2 separate regions of the Sus scrofa genome follow, and region 2 is linked to region 1. The links are chromatin contacts, called in public Hi-C maps. All regions are on one chromosome and are shown on one strand. Each heading gives the region's core, a stretch centred on a gene start, on an enhancer-like site or on the middle of the called end of the contact. The rest is flanking DNA. Distances are from core to core; before and after follow the strand shown.

What was found. A called contact is a pair of places that touch in the nucleus more often than the background predicts.
Region 2: a Hi-C map of liver shows a contact between it and region 1, with 2.8 times the contacts expected there. The contact joins the promoter of CCDC88A here to the promoter of CFAP36 in region 1. A contact is called at or near these places in 1 of 5 promoter capture datasets (fetal liver), 5 of 47 Hi-C or Micro-C datasets (fetal heart ventricle, fetal skeletal muscle, heart right ventricle and 2 more) and 2 of 2 datasets of contacts at active chromatin or transcription factors (alveolar macrophages and skeletal muscle).

Annotation. Positions count from the first base shown.
Region 1 is chr3:85,740,166-85,744,504 of Sscrofa11.1, forward strand. It overlaps CFAP36 (cilia and flagella associated protein 36), which reads right to left and starts at 2,264. Exons shown (of 10, transcript NM_001244775.1): 1 at 1,976-2,264. The coding sequence starts at 2,087. It overlaps LOC102163556 (a long non-coding RNA gene), which reads left to right and starts at 2,470. Exons shown (of 3, transcript XR_302482.3): 1 at 2,470-2,714.
Region 2 is chr3:85,809,790-85,814,128 of Sscrofa11.1, forward strand. It overlaps CCDC88A (girdin), which reads left to right and starts at 1,254. Exons shown (of 39, transcript XR_002342714.1): 1 at 1,254-2,158; 2 at 2,258-2,358.

The sequences.
Region 1 (4,339 bases), core at 1,014-3,513:
ACGCAATACATACTGAAGCAATTGTTGATATTACAAATTATTACAATAATTTTTAAATTATTTGAGGTGGAGACTAGAACATTGACAACCCAAAGTCAGTGAAATATAAATACTGCTATAAATACTGTTAGAAATACTGAAATATAAATACTGTTATGTTTGTGTCCCTGGGATATTACCTCCATTTATTCTGACTCTATATAACACTGGGCATACATGCAATACAGCAGCTACTTAAGCTGTTTTCAGTTAATTTTGAGGCCAAATTACTACATTACATGTTTATAAGGATGAGGATTACTGTTTCCCTGTAAAATTACACAGTGTTATAACTAAGATGCAGCCTCTTTTGATGTTTGGGGATAAAAAGGACAATGTTTTGTTTTGTTTTTTTCCATTTCTGCATTTAGTTTCAGTGGGGCACATGGAATCAAAAGGTGACATAATTTCTTTTTTCTCCTAAATGAGGTCAGAATACCACAGGCTTCATCAGTCTCATAATAACATTACCTTCTTTAAAGGAGCATAAGTAAAAGTCACTTCGAACTTCCTTTTAAAATTACCTTTAAGAACAATACTTAATAAATACTATTTGAGGAGTTCCCCGTGAGTGGCTCAGCAGGTTAAGAATCCTACTAGTATCCATGAGAATGTGGGTTCAGTCCCTGGCCTTGCTCAGTGGGCTAAGGATCTGGCATTGCTGTAAGCTTCGGCCTAGGTCACAGATGCAGCTGGGATCTGGCATTGCAATGATTGTGGCAAGGTCGGCAGCTGCAGCTCTAAAGTGACAGCTAGCCTGGGAACTTCCACATGCCGTACGGTGTGGCCATAAAAGAAAAAAATACCATTTGAATTTTGTTCATGGCAATGAGAATGTAATGAAAAGATTCATATGTCAAAGTAAATTTCATCTTTACCAGATTCATAAAAACTTGGGATTAAAAGGGCTCTTAAAAGATCATCCAGGATAAATTGGATTCCCCTCTATAACTCCATTAAGTTGTTGTCATACTCATTCAAACACTGTCGGTGCCTGTGGAACCCATTACCTTCTGAGGCAAATGAATTGATCTGGGATACACTCTGTTAGGAAGCACTTCCTTCACAGAAATTTGTTTCCCTGTAGCTTGTACCCACTGACCCTAGCTCTATCTCACTGAACCTTACCAAAAAAAGTCTAATCTCTCCGATATAAGACAGATGCTCAAACGATTAATGGATATTACTACCCTTAAAGACTTGCCCGCCTAAACAAGCATGATAACAGTTGGGAAGTATTCACATGACATCGCTTCTTGTTCCTTTTCCATGAATGGGCTCCAATTTATCTCTAAGAACTGAAGGCAAAATTCCAAGGGTGAACTGATAAGAACCTGGGGGCACCATTTCCTCAGAGGGAATGTTATGTCACGTTTATATACCTCATTTTTTTTACAAGATACACCACCACCGCCCCCATTTTTGGTACTGCTGAAAGTCAGAGAGTTCAAAAGGGGGGCTGCAGGCCACTAGGATCATCAGCTCTGGGCCTTCTGGAGTAATCACATACCACTCCTACCCCACTCCCACGTTTTAGTCAATTGTTGGAATCAGAAGGAACTCAGGAGACAACTAAGGTCTCTCCTCCCAAGTCAATGGGGAAGTTGAAAAAGCCCACCCAAACAGTGCATTTGCCCAAGGCAGAAAGGTGAAGGAGAGGGTGAGAGGCCCAACAGAGGCCTCCCACAGGATTAAAGTCTAATGTTTTTCGGATGTGTCCTTGGGCCCAGGGAGTGAGGTATCTCGACTCCCGTTTTCATCCGTGAAGGAAAAGATGGGCGCAGTGATAGCAGTACATCCTAAAAACCAGCTCTAAACCTAGCTGACAAGAGTGGAGATCAGGGAGATGAGAGGTGGTTTGTGGTAACCATCTCTCTGCCAGCTGATGGTGTGAGAGAGGTGAGAAAGGATAGACGACTCGGGCTCTGGATTTTACCTTCACATTTCTGCTCCACAAAGTCCAAGATGGGGATGGACCAGTCCGGGCCTCGCAGGAAACCCGCAATGCTCTCCACCACCCATTCCACCTCGTCCTCTTCTGCAGCCATCCCGCGCCCACCCGGTGCCGCGGAGCACCAGGCCAGATCCCAGGAGCCTGTAAGGCCTTTCGGGTGCAGGGAGCGAAGAAGAAACAGGAGGAGAACCAGCTGCCCCCGCAATCTCCCAGCTGCCTAGAAGAAAGCTGCAAACCGGTTAACGTAATATGGTCGCTATGGCAACACGCGTAGTCTCCCCAGGCAGTAGCCCGGAAGTGAAGCCTCCTTTTTTGGAGCCTGCGCAACTCACAGTGTTGGCATTTGAAGAATGCTTCCGATTGGCTGGAAAGGAAGAGCAAGTCGAAAAGGTAGCCTTCTGCCCATTGGTCCGGAGTTGCTGGGGCCGAGAACAAATGTGTAGCCATTGGCTGGAGGTCCTAGAAGGAATGTTAACGTTCCCTCCCGAGCAGTGGCTTGGGACCGAAGCTTAGAAGTGGCACAGTGAGGGCGCACCTGGTCCTCCCTGAAGAGGCTTCAGTTCACGGTTGCATCCCCACCCCTCAGTTCCGACCATTTTCAGACACACTGGCCCAGAAACGTTTGTAATTAAAGGGTTGTTTGAAAGTACAAACCCGAGCAAAGTAGCTCTGTAAGATTTGCTGATTGGCTCAGAAGTCAGCTTGCACCGTCTAGCTGCAGGTGGGTCTTTAAATTTTCTTAAGTAGATAGAAATAACTAGAATTAGATTTTCAAGAGCAAAGTCAAAGTGAATGTTACTTTAAACGAATTTCTGAGTAACCTAACCTTGTATTAAATAACAAGCTCTTGTTTTAGATTGGGGTCCTTTGTAGAATGGGTCTTCAAAGGTCATTGAGAGAGTACTTGGCGTCCCAAAATATTTTCAAACAACCTTACATGTATTTGCATAAACGGGGTCATATTATATGCAGCTATGAAACTTTGATCACTTAATATATAATCTTTTCTTGTAAACATATGAAACCATCATTTCTTTACAGCTACATAGTATCCTATAAACCACCGCCCTTTCAAGATATATGTATATGCATATATATTATGCATTATCTTATTTGGATGCATAGACGTGATTAGTGTGCAGGTTTTTTTCTTCCCTCTGTGGTGTTGGTGTACAATGCCGTTTTTCACTTTTACAAACTGCTGAAATGAACATCTGTGTGTCTCTAAGAACTGTTGGTTTTATTGACTATTCCAGGAGATAGATTCTAGCAGAATTGCTAAATGAAAGACTATATATGCCTTGACTTACCCGATCGACCCTCAATTGCTAGATTAAATTACTTCAGCTTCTTAAATTCTTAAATAATTCTGTACTGAACATACTTTCACATGTTTTTGAACCCTCGTGTCATTACTTACTTTGAATAAATTCCCAAAGGAAAGGTTAGGCTCGGTAACCTATTTTTAAAGTCATTTTGAAAAATATCTTTGCCAATCTACTACATTAAAATGGTACATAGTTGTTTTTTTGTTTTTTTGTTTTTTTTTTTTTTTTTGGTCTTTTTTGCCATTTGTTGGGCCGCTCCTGCGGCATATGGAGGTTCCCAGGCTAGGGGTCTAATCGGAGCTGTTGACACCAGCCTACGCCAGAGCCACAGCAACGCGGGATCCGAGCCGCGTCTTCAACCTACACCACAGCTCACGGCAACGCCGGATCGTTAACCCACTGAGCAAGGGCAGGGATCGAACCCGCAACCTCATGGTTCCTAGTCGGATTCGTTAACCACTGCGCCACGACGGGAACTCCGGTATTTTTTTTCTTAAAAAAAATCTTGGAAGAGCTTTTTATATATTATTATAAGGATTTTAACTCTTTGTGACATGTTGCAATGACATCTTTGTCATTTGTCTTTAACTTAGTTAAATGTGTCTTTTGCCATAGAGGAGTTTTATATTGTTTATGTAGACTTTAAACTGCAGACAGTAAGTTATTTTTCTTAATGGATAATCATGCTCCAAACACTATTTGCTAGAAATGGGTATGGTAAAGTGTGGTGGTTTTTTAATTACTGAGAAGAGGCTAAAGGAAAGAAGGACATCATCATTCTTGGGCTAAAATATTGTGACAGCAGTAGTGGATTATTGTGTTTATTGTTCTGTCTTCCTGTCTTCTGAAAGAGAAATCTGCTTTTATTCTTTCAGTTTCCTCCTTTCAGAAAGAAGTTACTTGCTAGGATTCTTATGAGCCTGAAGGCCAAAAAGTGCTATCCAACTGCACTCAGCATTACCCTGCATTAGGATCTTTATCTTTAGTCTCTTGCAAGTACTTTCTAATTCCACTCAAA
Region 2 (4,339 bases), core at 4-2,503, 69 kb after region 1:
ACTTAATTTAACTCTATTAATTTAACCCTGCTTTACACATGAAGGAAATGAATCTCAGAGAGGTTCAGAGACATGCCTATGCTCACACAGCTGTTAAGTATCTGAGCCTGGATTTGAATCCGGCAGGAAGACTCTAGAGCCCAGGCTCTTAACAACCTAATTAAGAAATTGTGCTGTTCTTAATTTAGTGTTATGACAAAAACATTTTTACTGCTAATTTAAAATATAAGTATTCAAAGCAGATATTTATGTAAATGTAAACGGCACACGTTGAAAACTATAATATATTTTTTCTCAAAAAAATTGTTTTACATGACATTTTGTCCCAGGGAAAAGATATTTATTTTCCTTCAAAATGAGGAGTAACACTTGATTTTGCTGGGGAACTGTTAAAATTACTTTGATGGTTCTAGTCGTGCACAGCATTGAGATTTATGACAAATATGTAATCTGTTTATTTGTCACCCAAATTGGATGACTTCCAAATGTTTCCTCTTAGTAGCTCTTGATTTTGTTTGGATTTTTTTCAATCACCAAATAGTCAAACAACAATGTCTGAATCACGTTTGCACCAGTCAGGAAATATCAACACGTTTTAAGACTTTGGTTATTTGAAATCCTACTACATGCACTTGCAACTTTGAAGAGCATGCCTGCTTTCGTGGACTGGTTTTTTGTTTTTGTGTGTGTGTGTTTAGGAGAAGAAAAAAGGAAAAAAAAACAAAACAAAAAAAAACAACCCACTAACTTTCCAGCTCAGGTCCGTCGTTTGCGATTTACTGCAGTGAGTTTTCCTATTCCGTTTTGCTGGAGAGATCACGCTTAACAGATCAAATCTAACTGTCCGAAAAAAGCTGTCTGCATCCCTCATGTTTAAAAGGGAGGGATTTCGTTCCCTTTCCTTCACACATCAAAGAAGGCACTCAGGGAGGAAATAAACCATAATTAGGCAGAACGAGCTAGCAGACAGAGACCCCTTCCTCAGCCTTCCCCATCCCCGCCCCCCAGGCCCTGGCAACCGTCCTGGGAGCGCGCGAGGCCCGGGCCGCCGCAGCAGCTGCAGCGAGCGCGCGTCCACGCCGCGCCCGCCGCCAGGATCTGGGCGGCGGCGGGGGCCGGGCCGGGGTGCGCGCGCTCGGGAGCGCGCTCATGCAGCGGTTTTTCTTCTCCCACAATCCAGAGGCTGCGGCGCGGGAGGGGCGGGGAGCCGGCGGAAGGATATGGGCGCGGAAGGAGCACTCGCTCTCTTTGACGGCGGGCTGGCGGCGCTGGTTGGTAGGCGAGGAGCGGGGTGTGATGCGGCACTGCGGTTCTGAGGCCGTTACTCCGGCTCCTCCAGAGAGGGCGGAGGAGGAGGCTGGAGCGCGGCGGTGATTTTGTGCCAGGGCTTCCCAGAGGCGCGCTGAAAAGGCTGGCAGGGCTCGGGAAACTGGGGGCTTAGGGACACACATTCAAGCCCCCACCCCCGGGAGGGGAAGGGGGCAGGCGGCAAGGCTCAGGGTCGGCGAAAGGATGGTGTGTGCTCGGGGGGAAGGGGCGAGCCCTGCCTGTCGTTGGTGAGGGGCTGCGGGCTGGGGAGGCTCTGAGGGTCAAAGCGGCTCCATGCCCACTGGTGGGTGGAACGTGTTGAGGAGAACGCGGAGGTCGAGCCTGGCGGCAGCTAAGAACCTTTAACGTAGTATCTAACGTGAGATTTCATTTATCCCACACTGGGATTAATTCATTGGGGGCAGCCTCGCAGGTCTGGCTCCTCCAGGAGCTGGGCAACCTTGACGGGCTTTTTGTCTTGCTGTTCCAGCCCCTTCTCCCTTCCTCCTCCTCCAGATGCCTTTTCTCTGCCCCTCCTCGCCCGGTACAGACATTTCCAGCGCAGGCTACCGCTCGTGGTTGCTATCGAATCCGCTTACCAGGATTTCAGCTCGGTTCCCCCTGGGGTGTTTTTTGAGGTGGGAGAGTTTTTCTCCCCTCCACGATGGGATTTTCATCCTATGCCAAAATGGACTTTAATTGATTTCTACTCACTTTAGCGTTTAGTGACCAATTCCTTAGGCTTATTTTTGTGATAGTTCCTTTTTTCAAGTACATTATCTGTAAAATGGAGAACGAGATTTTTACTCCCCTTCTGGAGCAGTTCATGACCAGTCCCTTGGTCACTTGGGTAAGTGGGGCGTTATTTTTTGTGTATTTAGCTGCATTATTTGTGCCTGCAGAGATGGAGGTGGGCGTTCGTGTCGTGATGATCATCATTCTGTTCTAGGTTAAAACGTTTGGACCTCTGGCTGCAGGAAATGTGACCAACCTGGACGAATATGTGGCTTTGGTGGATGGGGTATTCTTGAACCAAGTTATGCTCCAAATGTAAGTGTTCTTCTTTTTTTCTTTCTAGACAATTCTTTTTTTTTTTTTTTAAATGGCATACTGTGAACTTAGAGACTTTGTATTTTAAGATCCTAATTTAGTTCTTTGGACGGAAAAATTCAGGTGGTTTTTAGAATTGGACCTTGAAAGGAGTAGTAATCTTACGCCCAGCCCATTTATCACAACCAGTAATTATGCCTGTTAAAATTGTGAAACTTTAATTTTCCCTTCTGCAAATCGTGCATTGTCACTTATTGTCTTCAGTGCTGAAATCCAAACCACGTTGTGTCCTCTTTGATAATTTGGTAAAATGAGGAGGAGAATTAGAATAGTTTCCTAAGGGGGGAAAAAGCCTTTACTGTGAAGTTATGTGCATTTGGTGCAGAAATGTTTCTTATTAACCTTTGTGTCTAAAAATAAATGGCTCAAATTTTGAAACTGATGAAGTAATAACAGATTTCGGAGGAGAGAATTTCAGACAACAGTTCTGATTGGTGAGGACTGTTGCTGTAGCAAGTAATTTATATGCATATAATAACTAATGTGATTAGGTGATTTATTGTGTGAATTATTAGATTAATATTTGAGAGGTCATCTTAAGGTATTCTTAGAGCTGGTTTTGAAATGCAGGTGGTTGAAATCTTGGTGACAACTAGCTAATGATTTAGTAGGCAGATCTTTGTCTTTTATGTTTATGATATCGATTTAAAATAATAAAGTGTTTTTGGGGTGGCAATTGAATATCAAAATGACATTGGTAGCTGGATCAAAGAAACAAAAACTCCGTTTTTATCATAGGTATTGTAGCATACATGTATTCTCAGCATATCAGTGTAGTGAATATTGTAGTTGTGCTCAAATATATATTTAGCCTATTACTCTTGAATACAATCTGATTACAAGAGTAGCTTGGAACTTTCAATTTTAAGACATTCATATGTTTTGTGTATGTGGGAATTTAGTGTATTACTAATGAATAATTGTTGCCAGAGAATAAGTTTACCGTTAATAGATAATAACCTAACATATAAAATTATAAATTCTATACTTTTTTGGTATTCGTTTTTTTTAGATTTTTTACTTAGAAGGGTTATGTCAAATCCATAAATAACTCTTCCATTGGTAACTTCTCAGTCTGTGTTCTCAAAGAGACTTGTACTCTATATGCTCAAAGAGATTTGTTTGCTGTTTTTCAGATTTATGTTGATTTTATGGGAAAGAATTATACTACTACATGTTTTCCAAAAGTGTTTTATTTGTATAGGCATCCAAAGAAATATGTTATCTAAATGTATATGTGTATGTGCTTTTTTCTTAAGAAAGGGAAAAGGGAATGTAGACATTAATTATTTCCAGGGATAATAAATGTATTTTGGGCAGCTCTTTCATGGAACTATTTTTAATCTTTGAAATATCCCACAATTTCCCAAGCAAAATGGTAGAATAATTAAACTGACTTCTGTTTTAGGGAACACAAATGACAGGAAGGGTAGCCATTACAGTAGATACTCAGAACTTGTTCTCCTATGTCTCTTTTCTTGTTTGTTTTTAGACAGAAAATTTCGTATTTGTGTGCAGAACCCCCCAAAAATACAGGTGTGTTCACAAAAGTAGGAAAATGCATTACATTTTACCCTTTAATGGTTTTTATTGGAATGATTCTTTTTCCAAAAATACTTAGATTTTTTTGAATCCTGAATAGTTAGACGAGATGCTAAAAACAGACACTTTAGCTTATTTCTACTTTGAGTTTAGTTTTATACTTAAAATATATATGTGTGTATATTTTGAAAGTGTTGGTGTTCCAAAATAGTGGTTGCCAGGTTGTTTTTTCGGGAGGACTAGCTCCATTCCAAACCTCAAATCTGCTTCTGTTTTCAGTTCCACCTCTCAGTTTCTTTAAAAAAAAAAAAAAAAAAAAGTTTTCTCATTGTCCTAATTCTGATCTGAATGACCTATATAAATTAAAGAGAAAATTAAG